2 separate regions of the Oryctolagus cuniculus genome follow, and region 2 is linked to region 1. Evidence: chromatin contacts called from public Micro-C data. All regions are on one chromosome and are shown on one strand. The core of a region is the stretch at or near the end of the contact, and the rest is flanking DNA. Distances in the headings are between cores, read along the strand shown. Region 1 holds the start of FAM8A1 (family with sequence similarity 8 member A1). Region 2 holds the start of NHLRC1 (NHL repeat containing E3 ubiquitin protein ligase 1).

Region 1 (4,748 bases), core at 798-3,297:
ATTATCCTTATAGTCACTTGCAGGCATGAAGAGAACTCAATAATTTCTAAACAGTAGAAATTCAAACTCTTCTACAAAGGTGCTTAACTTACTTTATTCCACTGAGGTGCATAATGCTTAAGACAATGGTTGCTTTTATAAAGAACAGAATAAAGAAATCCACCATCTCCGCCATAAATCTGTGGGCCAAGGATGGAATAACATACTCCCTGCCTGTAAGTTAAAAAAAAGAAAATTATGAAAAAATGATCATTTCACAAAGGCTTTAGTGCACAAGGCAAGTAAGAATGGAGAAAGCAAAGTCAAGGTACAACCTAGTAATTATGAATATTCACAACCTTGCATCAGTTAGTCATACTGATCCCAACAAGAGTATGTATTACTAAAATACAGCGATACCACTGCACTGTGTTTAATAAACTGCTTAAAATTTATTTTCATCACTCTAATGTTCAAAGATTGATTTCACAGCTGTGTTTGATTCAAGTACCCAAAACATTTCAGCAGGACTCAAATTAGGAGAATCCAGGTGATCACACCTAGGCGACACTCAATTAAACTTTAAGAGAAAAAGGTAAAACTCGAGTAAACTATAGTATAAACACCCACGGTATAAAGTACAGCATAAATAAATACTGTGTAGAGTAAATCCCGGTATCTCACATTTCCCTCCCCTCAGTCATTGTTTTACTTTCTAGAAAATAAATCCGCGGGTCATCAACCTGTCATCCTCAATTCTGATTCAGGCTCATATACAGGCACCAACTGGTTCTCGGTCCACATATCGGTGGCTGAATACAAACTCTAACAAGCGTAGCTAACTAAAGCCATTTCTAGTTCCCAAGCAGAAGTTAACAAGGAGGCTCCGAAAGCAGTAAGCAGGGGCCAGCCAACACTTGGGAACTCCATTTGCATTCATGTAAATCCTCCGGATCGGTCAGGCCCACAGCCCCTAGGCAGCGCACTCCAGCATTGCCAGTCAAGTCTCTGCACAAGTGGGTCTAACTCTCCACCTCGCTCTCCAGGGCAGATTCCTCCCCGTGGGAATCGACCCGGGCGCGAGGCCCTCGATCTGCTCTCAAGGTGGACGGCACTGGGGTGTAAGGCCCGGGCACACTCCCGGGAGCCGCGGCCGTCCCCACGGGGGCGCAAACCCTGCAGGCAGCCTCCCCGAAGACCCCCTCGGGATACCCCCCGCGCCTCGCGCTGCTCACCTGCCTGCCGCCCGCTCTCGCTGGCGGCGCGCGAAGGCGCGGCGGATCCCGCACGAGTCGCTGGAGCGGCCCGGACCGAGCCCTGCACGTGAGGAGCCCGCGGCCCCAGGCCCGCCACCGGGGCCGGGGTGCTGATGCCCGCAGCCGCCCCCGCCTCCGCTCCCGCGGCGCCGGCGCTCGGGAAGTAAAAGGGGTTGTAATAGGCCAGCTGCGGGGGCGGCGGCGCCGCGGCCTGGGGGGCGGCGGCGGCCGTAGCGTAGCTGGGAGCGGGCGGCGGGGGGCTGCAGTAGGCGGGGAAGGCGGCCAGGCCGCTGTGCCAGGTGAGGTAGCCGCAGTAGGACTGCCACAGCCACTCGTGCACCTGCCGCGAGTACTCGCGGGCGCTCAGCCGCGCCGGCTTCTCCCGCAGCGCCTCGGCCTCGGCCGCCTCGCAGCCCGCCGGCTCCTGCAGCCCCGCGCCGGAGCTCGGGGCCGCCTCTCTTCGCCTCCTGAGCTCCCGCTGCGGCTCCGACTCCTCCGGGGCAGCGGCGGAGGCGGGCGCGAGGGCCGGGGCTGGCGGCCGGCCCGGGGCCTGGGGTTCGACTGGCGCCGCGTCTCGGGGACAAGGGCCGGCGGCTGCGGGAGGGCCTCTCAGGGAAGGGACAGGCGCGTGGTCCCCTCCGCCATCGTCCTGCCCGGGAGGGCGACCTCGGGCTTCCTCGGGCCCTTCTGCCATCGTCGCCTCGGCAGCACCCTTCGCGGTACCTGTCACTGCGCCGTCTCCCTCCCCTCAGAGGCCCCTCCCCAACGGCCCTTTCGCCACCGCAGCAGCCGCAGGCGTCAACAATCCGCCACCGGAAGCGGAAACCCCGCCCCTCGGGGGGCGTCGCTGATCGCTGCGCGGGGCCGCCGGAGGCCGGGAGGTTGGGCTGTTGTGTCTGGTGTGGGGTTTTTGGGTTCCTGTCCCGTCGGCAGTCCGGCTCCCCACGCCTCTTTATGGTTAATCGAGTGATGTCTAAGGCCTGAGGCCTCTCTAGAGAATCCCGGGGGGTTGGCGCCGGATGTCCCGTGAGAAACTTCGGCTGGATGGAGGGGGATTTCCGGGACGGGCCCGGGGCCAGCGCCGCCATTGCCCTCGCCGAGCCGAGAGCGTGGTTCGCCATTTGTGCTCGAGAATGTCTGTGCACTTGGGAGAAACACATCGACAGCCAAACTGAACTGGGACTTGTTTTGGGATGCGACGGGAAGAGAGATTGCTGATTTAGAAGCTGGTCTTGGTCCTGATGCTGGAGCTAGCGAGCCTGTGTCCATAAAAACTTTCCCGCTGCCGCAGAGCGGAACCTTTCCTTAAGCCTGTTTTCCTGTTGGGGAAAGAACCCCTGATTATATCCAGGGTTTGGGAGCCTTTTAAAAAAGATTTATTTATTGAAAATCAGTTACAGAGAAGGAGAGGCAGAGAGAGAGAGGTCTTTCATCCGATGGTCCACTTCCCACCTGGCTGCAATGGCCAGAGCTGCACCAATCCGAAGCCAGGACCCAGCAGCTTCTTTCGTGTCTCCCACGTGGGTGCAGGGGCCCAAGGGCTTGGGCCATCTTCTGTTTCCCAGGCCATAGCAGAGAGTTGGATGGGAAATGGAGCAGCCAGGTCTCGAACCCGAGCCCATATGGGATGCTGGCACTGCAGGCAGTGGCTTTACCTGCTACGCCACAGCGCTGTTCCCACAGACTAGTATTTTAATATGCTTTCCCATGTCCTTAACTGGATTAGTTCCCTCAGTCGTAGTAGTATAACTTTGGCCAGAATCAGGGCCAACAGGGGCCAAGAGCCCATGGAGTATTTACTGATGATGCCCAGAATAATTTTTGACTGCTCAGGGGCATCTAAAAGGCTTAACGTCTAAGAAGCTAATGAGCTGGATAGAGACTTGGACACAACACTTGAAAAACTATTAAGACTGAGTATTGGGCTGGCGTTGTGGCTTAGCAGGTGAAGCCACCACCTGTGATGCCTGCATCCCTTAAGGCCCAGGTTCAAGGCCTAACTGCTCCACTTCCCATCCAGCTCCTTGCTGATGCACCTGGGGGTGCCAGCACCCTTGTGGGAAACCTAGAAGAACCTCCTGGCTCCTGGCTTCAGGCTGTTGTAGCTATTTGGGGAGCGAACCAGCAGATGGAAGATCTCACACTTTTTCTCTAAACTCTGCCTTTAAAATAAGATCGTGGGGCCAGCGCTGTGGCTTGGCAGGTAAAGCTGCTGCCTGCAGTGCTGGCTTCCCATAGGGGCTCTGGTTCAAGTCCCAGCTGTTCCACTTCCAATCCAGCTCTATTCTGTGGCCTGGGAAAGCAATAGAGGATAGCTCAAGTCCTCGGGCACCTGCACCCACGTGGGAGACCCGAAGAAGCTCCTGGCTTCAGATTGGCCCAGCTCTGGCTGTTGGGGCCATTTGGAAAGTGAACCAGTAGGTGGGAGGCCTCTCTTTCTCTCTGCCTCTGTCTCTCTGTAAATCTACCTCTCAAATAAATAAAAATAAAATCTTGAAACTCTCTTAGGTCTGAGTTGATCAAGCGGTACCATCAGCATTGCTCCTGAAAGCATTCCTTATGTGATCTGCATTCAATAGAAACCATATTGGAAAACATAGTTGTTGAACTTGGATCTTTCCCTGGCTACCACTGGGTGGTCCAACCCAGGAGATGCTGGGCAGCTGCTAGTTAGCCCCATAGTTATCAAGGAAAACCACTGCAGTGCTCTGTTGCTGAGCCAGGATGTACAGGAGGTCTGGTGCACACAATGCTTTTTCTGTTTATGACATTCAACTTACGGTGGTCTTCTTGGGAACATAACCCCATTGTGAGTTGAGCATCTGTACTCCCCCAGGCAATTTGTGCACCTAAGGCTGAGAGTCACTCTCGCTGCATCCCTAGATGGCTTTCACTGGTTCTAACCCAAGAGTGTTGGTGGTTGCTCCCCGTGAGCACCTCAAGAGAGTAGACCTCTCCACCTCCCTCTAGCCACAACTCCATTTCTTTCCTCATTTACTGAGCACTGTCTGCGCTGGTTGCTATGCTAGATGATGGGGATACAAAGGCGAGTGAGATGTAGTCTTTGTAGTTGAGAAGCTCACAGAACGGATGGGGGAGCTTGGCGGTGAGTAAGTGTCTGGTAAAGTGTGAACCCCAAGGAGGGAGTGGTCTGTTGCAGTTGATTTCTCAACAATGTTGCGGTGCATTTGTTTCTGAGAGGAGGAGCATGGTGGGGGCAAGAGGCATGGAGTCACCACACAGACCCCAGGAGTCGGGTGAAAGTGGGCTGGAGGCAAGCAGCCCACAGACTGGTTTATTTCAGTTAGTACAACAGCTTATATAGTCAAGACCAGCCAATCCGGTCAAGGGGCAGTCTATGCCCCAACTAATCACAGCCTGTTGTCAGTTTCCAAAGCCATCCAATCACGGCCTGTTGCCAGGCAGTTTCTGTTGTCAGCGGCCATCTTGATAGGACCTTTTCACCTCATTCCACCACAGGGGTCCATCCATCTGTTAGGAGACAGGCCTGAG
Region 2 (4,949 bases), core at 1,415-3,914, 480 kb before region 1:
CAAGCCAACATTTTTTAACGGCTTTGTAATTTCTGTCACTCTGGCTGGCATTCATTCAGCGACTGAGCACTCCTGTTCACCTAGGGCTTAGTTTTCAGAAATAAGAACTAAAGAAAGAGGGAATGACAATAAATGAGATTTTAAGAGTGGGTAAAGAGGTCACTTGGGTTTCACATCCTTGGTAAAGTGGAGGAAGGACCAGTGGGAAGAGGGGGAGTGCTGGCTTGGATTGATGGGATGGCTGGAGCAGACTCTGGCTAATTCCATGGGAAGCAGTGAATGATGCAGAAAATGATCCCAAGGATGGCTCAGCTAGGACGTGTGGATCCCAAACTGGAGAAGACTCAAATGTGTTTTAATTCTGAAGCTTTGCATAATTAAGAAAAATCTCAATTCCCAATCAAATGCCACCAAGTTGTATTTCCTTACTTCAAATTTACCACTAGATTCATTTTTTTTAAATGCTATTCTTTGAATAATTCTTATTTTTATCTATTTGAAAGGTGAAGAGACAGAGAGAGATGTTCCATCCCTTTTCGCAACAGCCAGGGCTGGACCAGACTGAAGCCAGGATTTCAAGTATGGGTCTTCCACATGGGTGCTAGAGACCCAAGCACTTGAGCTAAGTATTTGTCCAAGTGCCTCTGGCCTCCCAGGGTGCTCGTTAGCAGGAAGTTGAAGTCAGAAGCAGAGCAGGGACTCCAGTGCAGGCACTACGACATGGGACATGGAATGCAGGGTGTCCCAAAAGACGTCTAAATCACTGCACCAAAAGCCCGCCCTCCATTAGATTCTTGACGGTTGACCATTAGGGTGGGTTCTGTGTGTGCCACAGCACCACTGCACTAATAACCAAGCAGTAAGGCAATACCATGAACAGGCTCAGATTTTGCGGCAGCTGTTTCCGGTTAACTTCCTTCAATACCTCCTGTTGATTGGGCTGGAGTCCGGGAGCTCGCAAGCTGGTGCTGCAGTACTGTCGGATACCCCCACGGGGGCAGCAAAGGATCAGGAAGGAGAGGGCAGGCTTAGCAGAGGCTGAAGAGAGGGAGATCTCAGCCCCTCCCTCCTGGGGCCCCTGCAGAATAGACGTTTAGCCAGAAATAGCAATGCATTGAGGACTTTAGACAGTTTTAAAACAATGCCGGAGCAGAGACAAGTTAGAAGCAAGTCAGGGACCCAGGAAGTCAGCCTGGGGAGCATTTTGAGAAGGTAACACCTTTGTCACAGCCTGGACTAGGTGCAGATCTGTGCTGTTCCACACCATGGCCACCAGCCATGTGGTCACTGATGACGTGAAATTGGGCTTCTCTGAACTTGGATGTGCTGTGTCAAATATACATTGGGCTTTACTTAGTATAGAGCAACAAAAAGGAAAAATATCTTAATATTTTTATAGTGATTATGTGTTAAAGTGATAATATTTGGGTTAAGTAAAATGTTCAGCTAAGTCAATTTCATCTTTTTACTCTTTACTATTCACAGTTTAATATATATAATTTATTTTACTTTCAAAAAATTTTTATTCATTTTATTTGAAAAGTAAAGAGACAGAGATCTCCCATCTGTTGGTTCACTCTCTAAATGCCCATAATAATCAGGGCCAGGCCAGGCTTAAGCCAGGAGCCAAGAACCAATCTGGGTCTCCCATGTGGGAGGCAGACACCCATTTTCAGCCAACTTGAGCCATCATCTACTGCCTCATAGTTTTTAGATCACACTACTTTTCAAAATATTACATTTTTAGTGCCCTGAATATATATATATATATATATAGAGAGAGAGAGAGAGAGATTTGGAAATTTATTTATCTGAAAGGCAGTGGTGAGGGTGGGGAATCTTCCCCAAATGCCCACAACAGCTTCAGGAGCTTTTACAAACCAATGTTTGCCCAGACTACACCCAGACCAATTAAACCCCTACCGTTTGCAATCAAGTTTGAAATGCACGGTGGGTTCTGTGTACTACCTGGCTTCATATTCCAGCCCAGCCACTTCCTAGCCATGCCAACCTGGACAAGATATTTAATGTCTCTGGACTCCATCACGGAGGATGATGACGAGATTTAAATAAGATGATCCACTGAAGCCACTTCAAGGAGGGCAGGCATGGAACAAGTTCTGCAGCAGGCATCGCTGATGAGAGCAGCTTTCTGGTTTCACATTAACTCCCCTGGAAGAGGTTCTCCCAACTGACATCATTCACCCAGTGGGGTTGTTGTATTATCCTAGTACACACCCACAGGCACACACTCACACAAAGGGAGTATGCACACCTGTCTGACCCTCCTCACCCCCTGGGCAACTTCTGTTGTGTGTCTGTTTCCCTACTCAGAAAACAAAGCGTCTTGAGCAGGGAGATGCTCATCAGACAAGAGACAGACTAACGTGACTCAGACCGGCCAGCCCCAGCACCCAGAACCCAGAGCCGCGGGTTGGAAACACTGCTGGGCACCAGCGTTGAAACCCTGCGTGCCGGTCTTTGCTTTGCACTTATTAAAGGTTTCGCAATAGGGAGCAGCCCGTTCGTCCTGCAGTGTGTGTCCTGCCGCACCAGGCCAGGCAGTCAGGAAACAGGGCCGAGAGCGCCCACCAGGGGGCAGCAGGCCGCGGCCTACGGCGCCGCCGCGCGCGACGTCAGGGCGGAGGCCCCGCCCCGTGGTCGTGACCGTGGGCGGCGCGGGGACAGCGTCCGGCGCGGCGGGAACGCGTCGAGCCGCGCCATGGGGGCCGAGGCCGCGGAGGCCCGGCCGGCGCTGCGGGAGCTGGTGCGCGAAGCCGAGACCAGCCTGCTGGAGTGCAAGGTGTGCTTTGAGAGGTTCGGCCACCGTCAGCAGCGGCGGCCGCGCAACCTGCCCTGTGGCCACGTGGTCTGCCTGGCCTGCGTGGCCGCGCTGGCGCACCCGCGGACGCTGGCCCTCGAGTGCCCCTTCTGCCGGCGAGCCTGCCGCGGCTGCGACACGAGCGACTGCCTGCCGGTGCTGCACTTGCTGGAGCTGCTGGGCTCCGCGCTGCGCCCGTCGCCAGCTGCCCAGCGCGCCGGCCCCAGTGCGCCAGGGGCCCTCAGCTGCCACCAAGCCTTCGGGGGCTGGGGGACGCTGGTCAACCCCACCGGGCTGGCGCTGTGCCCCAAGACGGGGCGGGTCGTGGTAGTGCACGACGGCAAGAGGCGGGTCAAGATCTTTGACTCCGCGGGAGGGTGCGCGCATCAGTTTGGGGAGAAAGGGGACGCTGCCCAGGATGTCAAGTACCCCTTGGATGTCACCGTCACCAACGACTGCTACGTGGTTGTCACCGACGCCGGCGACCGCGCCATCAAAGTGTTCGACTTTTTTGGCCAGATCAAGCTGGTGCTCGGGGGCCAGTTCTCCTTGCCCTGGGGCGTGGAGACCACCCCGCAGAACGGCGTCCTGGTCACTGACGCCGAGGCAGGGTCCCTGCACCTCCTGCAAATCGACTTTGCCGAGGGGCTCCTCCGCGGATCGCAGCTCTTGCAGGCGTCTCTGTGCAGCCCTCGCGGGGTGGCCGTGTCCTGGCTCACCGGGGCCGTGGCCGTGCTGGAGCGGCTGGCCGGCAGCGCCAGGGTGAAGGTGTTCAGTTCCAGGATGCAGCTCCTCAGCCAGGTGGACACCTTTGGGCTGAGCCTCTTCCACCCTCCCCGGATAGTCGCCTCGGCCGTGACCTTTGATCACCAGGGGAATGTGGTCGTCACAGAGACCTCTGGTCCCGCTGTCCTGTGCCTAGGAAAACCCGAGGAGTTCCCAGTCGTGAAGCCCATGATCAGTCACGGGCTTGGCCACCCCGTGGCGCTGGCCTTCACCAAGGAGAATTCGCTTCTCGTGCTGGACTCTGCATCCCACTCTGTCAACGTTTATAAAGCTGACTGGGGCTGAGGGGGTGTCGGGATCCCGGAGCTGCCGCGAGTGATCTGCCTAACCCTGCATAAGTCCCCTCTTCTCATCCAGGCACGCAGGGAAAATTGTAACTGCCTGGCAGGCTCAGAAAAGTTGGGGGCAATTATAAGGAGTAATTAAATCTACCATTTATTGAATGCTTACTCCCCAGTGCTGAGAAATTTGTGACTATTGGATCATTTAATCCGGGATGCCCGGTGAGGTAATGTCTAAAACTCATCCTATCTCAGAGATGAGAAAACTGAGACCCAGAGAGCTTAAATGACTTCCCCAAGGTCACAGTTACCTAGGGGACAGTCAGAGTTTGGCCTCAATCCTGGTTTCAAAACCCCTTGCTCTTAAATAATAGATGTGAGTAGATATGGTTGCTAAGCGTGTTTGCTCTACAAGTAGCTAAGTAGTTAGATGCACAAAGAAAGGAGACTTTGTAGAGTTCAGGAGAAAAAGGATTTTGTGATGGGCATCAGCGTGTCAACTTGCAGTCCCTCTGACGGAATAGAGGTATGTGAGCAGGAAAAACAGCAGACCGTGTCTTTTAGTGCCTGTCTCTCCCCTGTAGGCACTCAGGAAACGCACTGTTGTCTGGTTGAGAAAGGCTTGTGTTGGTGGAGACAGTGCCAGAGGGTGGGCCGAAACTCCCGTTCTCTCGTTCACCACGATAGGTTCATGGCAGAAGTGATTTGCTGGCCATTTTATCATCAGTGGGCATCGGAAGCACGTTGCAATGGGGGCTTTTCTCTGTGCAATTTAAATTTCATCTCTGCCTTGCAAACATTGTGTACTCAATGAACAGTTCCCCTAATCCTTTTAGGCCCCTGGTAAACACTTAAATACTTCTTCAGTTGAAGTGTAGCCTTGACCAAGCTAATACCAGCTTAATGTTGAGACTGAGTAAATGAATGGGTGGAAATTGCAAGGGAAGAGGCGGGTTCTTTCTAGGGTGTGTGTTTTTAGCTAGCGCAAACATCTTAGAGTTTAGGGCTAGACGAATAGTAGCAAAGAACCAGCACCTCAACAGCAGCAGAAGTGGTTTCTC

What was found. A called contact is a pair of places that touch in the nucleus more often than the background predicts.
Region 2: a Micro-C map of ear pinna shows a contact between it and region 1, with 4 times the contacts expected there. The contact joins the promoter of NHLRC1 here to the promoter of FAM8A1 in region 1. A contact is called at or near these places in 5 of 6 Hi-C or Micro-C datasets (ear pinna, embryonic fibroblasts, psoas muscle and 2 more).

Annotation. Positions count from the first base shown.
Region 1 is chr5:144,839,484-144,844,231 of mOryCun1.1, reverse strand. FAM8A1 (family with sequence similarity 8 member A1) reads right to left here and starts at 2,047. Exons shown (of 5, transcript XM_002720864.5): 1 at 1,215-2,047; 2 at 93-213. The coding sequence starts at 1,929.
Region 2 is chr5:145,322,873-145,327,821 of mOryCun1.1, reverse strand. It overlaps NHLRC1 (NHL repeat containing E3 ubiquitin protein ligase 1), which reads left to right and starts at 2,664. Exons shown (of 1, transcript XM_051832580.2): 1 at 2,664-4,949. The coding sequence starts at 2,723. The coding sequence ends at 3,892. The region is part of intron 1 of KDM1B (lysine demethylase 1B); the gene reads right to left.